Regions from separate parts of the Mus musculus genome. Here region 1 is linked to region 2. Evidence: chromatin contacts called from public ChIA-PET data. All regions are on one chromosome and are shown on one strand. Each heading gives the region's core, a stretch centred on a gene start, on an enhancer-like site or on the middle of the called end of the contact. The rest is flanking DNA. Distances are from core to core; before and after follow the strand shown.

Evidence for each region. ChIA-PET counts read pairs in DNA pulled down with a chosen protein or histone mark.
Region 1: an RNA polymerase II ChIA-PET map of memory CD8 T cells shows a contact between it and region 2, with 6 read pairs. The contact joins two enhancer-like sites. A contact is called at or near these places in 4 of 39 promoter capture datasets (liver, pre-B cells and stem cell-derived epiblast-like cells), 10 of 484 Hi-C or Micro-C datasets (B cells, the HL-1 cell line, adipose-derived mesenchymal stem cells and 3 more) and 1 of 115 datasets of contacts at active chromatin or transcription factors (memory CD8 T cells).

Annotation. Positions count from the first base shown.
Region 1 is chr6:145,415,256-145,419,691 of GRCm38.p6, reverse strand. It overlaps Lmntd1 (lamin tail domain containing 1), which reads left to right. Exons shown (of 10, transcript NM_028742.2): 6 at 1-4; 7 at 2,173-2,292. Among named protein-coding and RNA genes, the nearest start is that of Lmntd1, 17 kb to the left of the region's middle. Within about 2 kb of position 2,186, at least 25 of the 459 cell types and tissues checked have an H3K27ac peak or open chromatin away from gene starts, as enhancers often do. A contact at or near this core is called in memory CD8 T cells, where this site is marked.
Region 2 is chr6:145,186,117-145,190,396 of GRCm38.p6, reverse strand. All of the region lies in intron 9 of Casc1 (cancer susceptibility candidate 1), which reads left to right. It overlaps Gm15543 (predicted gene 15543), which reads right to left. Exons shown (of 2, transcript NR_157240.1): 2 at 2,767-3,032. Among named protein-coding and RNA genes, the nearest start is that of Gm15543, 6.0 kb to the right of the region's middle. Within about 2 kb of position 2,691, at least 129 of the 459 cell types and tissues checked have an H3K27ac peak or open chromatin away from gene starts, as enhancers often do. A contact at or near this core is called in memory CD8 T cells, where this site is marked.

The DNA of each region.
Region 1 (4,436 bases), core at 937-3,436, 230 kb before region 2:
GACAGTAAGTATCTGAAACCACCAGCTGGGTGGACTGTGCACGGGAAACACTGCGAGCTGGGAACACAGTGGGCAAGGACACAATGATGTGTGACTAGTGTGAGTTAGGGGTATCGTAATGACATACAGTGACCTGGGGATGCTGTGAGCTGTAAGTAATATAGACTGGGAATACTGGGGGGCTGGAATACCAGGGATCTAGAATACTAGGGGCTGGAAATACCAGGGGCTGAGAACATCTTGACCATGTGTTGAAGATACACTGAATTGGAAATACCCTGATGTAGGAATACCAGGAGCTGAGAATGAATTGAGTCAGGAATCTCATGATCTGGGAAAACTGTGAGCTAGGAATACCAGGGTCTGAGTGATGAATACTGTGAGCTAAAAATACAGTAAGTTGGGTACACATGAACTGGGAACACCAAGATTTGACCATGATTTGAGAACATGGTGAATTGGGAATCCTGTGAGCTGCGGATGTGGTTGGCTAGTGATACCATGGGCTAGAAATACAATGAGGTAAGAATATAGCAAGCTGAGAACCCCAGGAGCTGAGAGTGCTATGAGCTGGTCAAATACAGCAAGCTGCAAATACCATGAGATGGCACCAACAGAAGCTAAGACCATCGTGAAGCGGGAATGGCCGGAGCCAGTGCTATGGTGGGTTGGAATAGCCTGAGCTGACAGTATGGTGAGTTAGGGATACTGTGCTTTCGAGATATCATGAGCTGGGACTCCCAGGAGCTGGAAATGTGGTGGATTGGAAGTACCATGATCTGGGATTGGTGTGAGTTGGGGAACAAATAATCTGTGACTGCAACATGAGTAGAGAACACTGAGAGCTGGAATTTATTAATGCATTGGGAACACTATCAGCCAGGAGTGTCAGGAGCTAGGGAAACTTTAAGCCAGGACCACAGGGCTGCCTTGAACAGAAAAACATCACAAGCAGGGAATACCGTGAGGGAACATGGTGAGCTGGGGGTAGCAGGAGCTGGGAGCACTGGGAGCTGGGAGCACTGGGAGCTGGGAGCACTGGGAGCCAGGAACACTGGGAGCCGGGAACACTGGGAGCCGTGAACGCTGGGAACTGGGAACAGTGAGCTGGGAACACTGAGAGCTGGGAGCACTAAGAGCTGGGAGCACTGGGAGCTGGAAGCACTGAGAGCTGGGATCACGGGGAGCTGGGAGCACTGGGAGCTGGGAACACTGGGAGCTGGGGACACTGAGAGAGGAGCACTATGTGCTGGGAGCACAGATGAGAGCATTGTGAACTGGGAGCACTGAGAGCTGGGAACACTGGGAGCTGGGAACACTGGGAGCCAGTAATAATGTCAGAGCTGGGTTCCTATAGGGAATGCTGCCTCTACTGTCAGCCTGTGGCTTGGCACAAGTGGCCTCGTGGATACTTGATCTTTGTACTAAATGTGATTTTGTGGTTTGTAGTGTCGTGGATGGATGCCTGTACTTTGCTCTCCACAGCTTTCTTCCGTGTAGTAAGCAATCATATTCTGGCTTGTCCTTCAAAGTGAAAATCCTAAGTCTGAAAATGGATTCTTAAAAGAGAAGTAAAGAGCTGGTCATCTCAGAGAGCAGGCACTAAGGGGGTTCTCCCTGACACCCCCCATCTGTGACCCTCTGAACCTTGATGTCTGGTCTGTAGCCATGTGCTGCAAGAGTATGTGTGTGCTTGTTTTACATGACACTGAGATAAGATCTCTACAAAATTACTTTAGAAAACCACAAAATCAAGCTACAAAAACAAGCAAAGCAAAACAAAAAACCTCAAAGGTACGACCTAGTGTTTTGAATAAGCCTACAGTGTGCATTTATATCTATCCTGGATCCGCTTGCGGACCACAAGCCAGGGCTGGGTGGTTGTTTAAACCGTGTTCGGTCACTGTTTAGCATTACATTATATTTTAAAACAACCTAGAAGCTCAGATGCCTATATAGTCCCAGGTCCTCAGGAGGCTAAAGCTGAGGCACAGAAATGATGTGAACGTAGGAATTCTAGCCAAGACCAGGCAAATGCAGGGAGAGCCTTCCCACCTTTAATGACAACGAAAACCCTATCTGTTCAGAAAGATTAATAACAATAGCACCGTCGGATGTGGCTCTGGGTGGAACCGCAGTAGCACTTGTCAGCAACAAACTGCTTTCTCTAAGGTGTGGGCAGCAGCTTCGGAAGCAAAGCCACAGCCACCAACGGACTTTGTTTGGGAGGAACAGAGCAAGTTCCGATCCAGTCCGGACTGCACGACCATCTTGTGCAAGCCCAATGGTGAGGTGAGTGTCAGAGTTTTCAACACTCGATGCTGGAGTAGCCGGCCACTGTTCCCTTCGGCCCTTGGTCCTGCTCACATTCTGCACAGCACATCTAGAGTCACCCCCAAATGCCCCCAGCTAGTGCCTCAGGCAGACCAACACCCCTCTCTCCCAGTGTGTGCCCAGCAGCAGTCAGGGTGTCCCGAGTTTCTGATCAACAGCTGTCTCCTATCCCTCCCCAGTGTGCCCCCTTCTGGCCATTTGGAGTTATGGCACCCTGAGCTTCCGAAGGCTGCAGCAGATTCAGAGTCAGGGGTGGGCTTTATTTGCGATCCTGACTGGAAGTGTGAGATAAGGAAGGTACTGCACATGGCCTTCTCTGCTCAGCTATTCATCCCAACAATGTTTCTTGGGAGTCTTGCCTTTGCCTATGCTCTAGGCTGAACTATGCACAAGGAACACAACACAAAGACTTGATCTCTGCGCCCAGGGGGGTGCACAAGCTAATGGAAGGGCTTATACTCTTAATTTGAAATAACTATCTTCTATGCGGAATAAAATGAGATACTTTAGAAATAATTTTCTGGGATTCTTTCCCCATGCTTGGCAGTCTCATGCTTTCGTTGGTATAAAACTAGCATAATTATAATTTATTCTTTAATTCTTATCCCTAGACAAATTTGCTACGCCACAAAACCATTAACACCCCCCCCCATAATATGTGGACTAGAGTATGAATTTCTTTCTTACTTCATTATACAATGATATTCGGTAACTACCTGTTGAACAGGCTAGAGTAAAATTTTAAAAGATTTTATTTTCTGTATATGTTGTAGGGTGTGTGTATGTATTATGTGGCATATGTGTGTGAGTGTTCACAGCATGGGGTTGTGTGTGTGCAGTGTATGTGTGTGTGTATGTGTCTGAGTGTGTAGAGAATGTGTGTATGTGTGCAGTGTGGGGCATATGTGTGCCTCCTGTGTGTGCATGAGAAAGAATATATGTGCGTGCATATGAGAGAGTGTGTGTGTGCAGTGTGGGGTGTATGTATGTGTGTGAATGTATGCAGTAGTATGTGTGAGAGCATGTGTGTGTGAGGATGCATGCAGTGTAGTGTGTGTGTGTATGAATGTTTATAGCATAGCATGTGTGTGAGCGTGTGTGTGTGTGTGTGTGTGTGTGTGTGTGTGTGTCCTCAGAGTAAAGAAGGGAGTTCAGAATCTCAAGAGTTGGAATTGCAGGCTGTTGTGAGCCACTCACGTGGGTGCTGGGAACCGAAGCTGAGTCGTCTGGAAGAACAGCATCCTTACCTGTTTAATCGTCTCTCCTGCCCTTTGCTGGGTTTCAGATTGGGAACTCTCTAGATTCATCTTTACTCAGCCATCCATGTCTTCGTGATTTAAACTGAATTTTATAATACTTGTATTTAAAATTGGCTAGAAAAATAAGGACATGTAATTCAAATGAATTACCCTGTCTCCTGAGACACCATCAGCAAAACCCAGGTTAAGACGGAGGGCTGGAATGTGAAATGTCAGACCACCTTCCCTGCCTGCGGAGGGCACCTCTGAAGGAGATAGGAAACTGTAGGTGGTTCCTTCCTTTTGTGCCTTCTCCACCTTGGCCTGATCACAGTTATGGAGGAGCTTGGCCAAATCTCCTGTCACCGTGAGCCACTCTGCCATTGTTTGCCCACCATCATGGCATGAAATCTCATGAAATTATGAACCAAAATCAATGCCTGCTCAGTAGTATTCATGTCCATCATTTGACTGTCCCTTCACACCTCACACCCTGCAGGCCAGTCTTGGTCCCACAGAGGCTCTCTTCCTCCCTTGACGCAGTGCATTGTTTGGCACTTGTCCTGGGTGGTTCTAGAGTCATTTGGTAAGTGGGGACTTCAGTAGAGAAAATGTGGCCATCAGATTGGCAAGTCTGTGGAGTCACTGCCTTGATAATGATTGGTGTGGGAGAGTCCAGCCCCCTGTGGGTGTGCTGATGCTGGTCATGTAAGCTTGGGTTAAATAAGAGAGCAGGCCGACAAGAGCCAGAGGGAGCGAGTCAGTAGGCGGGGTCCCTCAGCCTCTACTTCGGTTCCTGCCTCCAAGCTTATGCTGCTGGTTCCTGTCCTGACTTCCGTCTGTCCATGATGGACTGTGATCAGA
Region 2 (4,280 bases), core at 1,442-3,941:
CCCAAAACCTCAGCAGGAGCGCATAAGACAAAGCAGTGCATGGCTTTTATTGGTTCACTTTCTTTAAGTGTGGAAAGAGTTAAGGAATAGACCCTGTGTGAATTTGAAATAAAAATGTGAATTAGACCCTGAACAGCTCGGTGGACAAAGGTGTCTGCAGACCTAAATGTGTCCCCAGGGCGTTTATGGTGGAAAGAGAGGACTGGCTCCTGAAAGCCATCCTGTGACCTCCACACATAGCCATGGCACAAGGCATGTGCACACACTCAGACATGCACCCATACCATCCACACACAAAGCATACATGTAAAGCTGAAAACTTTGTGTCATTTGATATTCTAAGAACATGTTGAAAAAAAACCCTATTTGAAATACACCAGCTGTATCAAAAAATTTAAAGAATCTACAAGTCTAAAGCAATAGAGAAAACGGGTGTGAGGTGACTGTCCACACAGGTAGGTAACTGTACTGTGTGTGATTGTAACAGGAAGGTGTACAGGCCTGCAGGGAAGAGAACTGGACAAGGCTGCTGCAGAGCCAGAAATGACCGATCAGTTTTCTTCTTCAAAAACCTGCCAGTTCTCAGGAGGCAGAGGCAGGCAGGTCTTTGCGAGATCAAGGCCAACCTGGTCTACATAGTGAGACTCTGTCTGAGAAACAAACATAAAAATTCCCTTCAGGAAATAGGATTCTTTTGTTCAGTTTCACTTCAGCTCTGGGAATGGTAGCTTTCTCAGAGATCAGCACCTCCTGGCCATTGCTTGATTCCCAGGGAGAGGAAAGATCGCTTTAACAGTCAGACAGGAGGCAATATGTGGGTGAGTGGGAGGCCATGGGAAGTGGTCCCTGAACCAGCATCATCTCAATGTAAATAAGAATTTAAAATACAATAAAAGGAAATGGGGGTTCACGTCAAGCACCACAGGAGTCGCAGTCAGAACAGAGCAAGTGAACCGTCATCACGGACGTGACTGACAAGAGACTCCGCAGCGTTCCTGGCCTGTCGGGGTGTTGGACGATTCTCCACTCTGCATCAAGTGGCTTGATCATAGTTAATATTTGATGTAAATCTACCAGTGTCTTACATAAGAATTGCATTAACTTAAAAACTGCAAAATGACAGAACTTAGAAACTGTAATTTGAACCATGGGTTGAATTTGCAAACTAAAGCATTCCATCTTGTATCTAGGGATCCGTCAGGGTGGCCTCATGGAGTTGCAGTTTGCCATTCTGTTAATGTAGGTCACTTAGGAAACAGTTTTCATAAAACAGTGTTGGTTTTAGTTGGTGGGGTTGTGCCCATGAGTGCAGTGTCAGGGGCGGCCAGGGAGGGCATAGCAGCCCCTGGGGCTGAAGGCGCAGGTGAGTTTGAGCTGCTTCATTCAGGTTCTGAGAAACAACTCAGGCCCTCTGGAAGGACAGCACGTGCTCTTGCCTGCTCTGAGCAATCCCCGGATCCTGGAAATACTTTACATTAAAAGCGTAAGCCTGTGAATTCATAACAACAGCGGCAGGACCTGTGTGTGTTAGGGTCTCACACCTGTCCCAGCAGGTGTTTGACTTACTCTCTGAACTTGGAAGGACCACGCTTAATCCTGACTTAGTCTTAATGGCCTTAGAGAATGTGGCTAACCACGCCTGTCTGCTTTCTATTACCATTGAATGCTGCCCTGGGTAGATTCCAGTTGGTGTGATGATTGGCGGAGCATCCTGTGGCATACCCAGATAGATCTCAGAACCCCGAAGCAGGCAGTTGCCAGGAGCCTCATACGCTTTCCCAGAGCTTGTGAAGGCAGGCTGGGAGTTGGGATAGGAAACACTTTACACTGAGAATGTGGGGAGATGAGAGAGGGGCCATTTCCAGGAGGCCCCCTCTCAACATATTAGGCATGTGTGCTGTTGCTGTCATACCTCCAGCCTGACAGCACTTGACATGGTAAGGAGGACATGTGCAGGATGTCCACAGAGGCAAAAGTGCCCAGGCAGGATCTGAGTTAGAGCCTTTGATGGGTGGGGTCTTGCTCTCTGTTGCACCCTACCCCCACCCCCACTTGTCCCAATTTTCCGTTAATGGCTCTGAGAGTTTTAGCATAGAGGGGCTGCCACCCTCCTCACCTGTACCTTTAGACTCACCCCTTTCCTCGCCAAACTGGACATTACTTAAAGCCCTCTACCCCCTCACTATGAATCTAAGCACTGTGAGCAGTGACCACAACCAGCCTGGCTGTTTCTGTCTTAAAATGTCAATGTAGTTCAGTACTTTTGGATCCAGCCTCATTCAAACTTTTAGGAAATCCTATGCCAGGATATGACATCATCAGCTTCTAGCCTAGTTCCCAGGACAACGGCTCCTCCTCCTCCTCCTCCTCCTCCTCCTCCTCCTCCTCCTCCTCCTCCTCCTCCTCCTCCTCCTCCTCCTCCTCTTCCTCTCTGAAGCCTCATGCTGTACCCTGTCTGAAAAGCCATACACTCTACTGATTTCTCATTATTGTCTTCTACCAAACTTCCACCCGGACAGCCACTGAGCTCTTGCTTACAGAATTCTAGGGCTCTTGTGGCTTATGGCTCTAGGCTGTTTCCGTATTCGCCCCAAATCAGTTCTAAAACTATGGTCGCGCGACCAGGATGCTCATGGTGACAAAGCTGTGATCACGTGGCTAGGATGCTCGGTGACAGCTATGATCATGCGGCCAGGTTGCTCGCGGTGACAAAGCTATGATCACGTGGCCAGGTTGCTCGCAGTGACATCGCTGCGCCTCAATACTGCGTTTTCTATGTACTTTCATTTTTCACTGATGTGGCAAATAGCAGGCAGAGACAACTTAGGGAAAGAAGGGATTGTATAGGTTCATGGCATGACGGGATGCAGTGTATCACGGGAGCAGCGGGAGCGCGAGGTAGCGATACACGGGGTTTCTGCAGCCAGACAGCAGAGACTGTGAACGTCCATGTTCAGCTCTCTCTCTCTTCTCTTTCTGTTTAGGTTGTGACATCATCTCACAGAATCGCAAGTCCATGTTCAGGGTGGGATCTAGTCAAGTTGAGAGTGAAGAGTAATGTAAATTGAAAATTCTCTGACATTAAATGACAGTGTAGGTTTCTTTTTTCATGAGCTTATTAAGAAGTTGGCCACTAGAGGGCTCTTAATACCGACTCTTAATTGATTTGAATGGCTTTTAAAAATATTGTAAATATTTAAAAAAATATTTAACAATAAAAATATTTAAATGTTTAATATATTTTAAAATACCATAAACATTCTAAGTTGTTTATAGCACAACATGTTTAGAAAGGGCTAATTTGAGTAGGGCATAATTAATGAGAAATTATTCAAAGTAGAACATTTAAAATAGTAGTTTCAAAAATATTTTACTACCCTGAGGAACAAGCAGATAGATGGACATGGGTCTTTGAATTGAAAGTTAAGTTTCGAAGTGTCTCTCTCATTAAGGGACTGAACTGGCCTGGAAATGTAACTCAGCGACAGATGCTTGGCCGGTGTGGATGAGGCCCTGGCTTAAATCCCCAGTCCTTCCAAAAGAAAAACTGAACAAGCATGCATAAGAAAATTCCACATGTACACTCAAGAGCATGCATGCACACATGTGCATGCCTGAATGTGTATACACACATTACATTCACACAGAGGCATACATGCCCAAACATGCTCATACTACACACGCATACACACACACACACACACACACACACACACACACACACACACACACACACACACACACACACACACAGTCTAACTCTCAGGTGAAATCTGCTATAAGAAACTCAGCCTGATGTTGCCTTTCTTTGGTTGTGTCTGTTTGGTCCTAGAGAGTGAACCTAAGACTCCATGTGGCCTCAGGGTTCTACCATTGAATGATCTTGGGGGCTTTGTTTGTTTGCTTTGTTGTTGTTTCTCTGGATTTAGGGGGTTTGACACAGCATCTTATGTAACCCAGCTGGCCTCAAATGGCTGTGTACCTGAGAATGGCCTTGGACTTTTGATCCTCCTGCCTCCACCAGAGTGCTGGGATCACAGACAAAAACCATCACCCTGTTTTATGCAGGGCTGGGGGCTTGAACCCCATCCTCCTGCATGCTAGGCAGGCACTTTGCCAGCTGGGCCACCTCCCAGTCTACTGACTTGTCTCTAATGAGCAGCCTTGTAGAGGGGTGACAGCCTACTATATTCTGGATATACACCAGCATGTGTACTGAAAAGATTGCATAGGGTGATCAAGAGACAAAATACGCACAAATCAAATCAACAGGCCAGAGA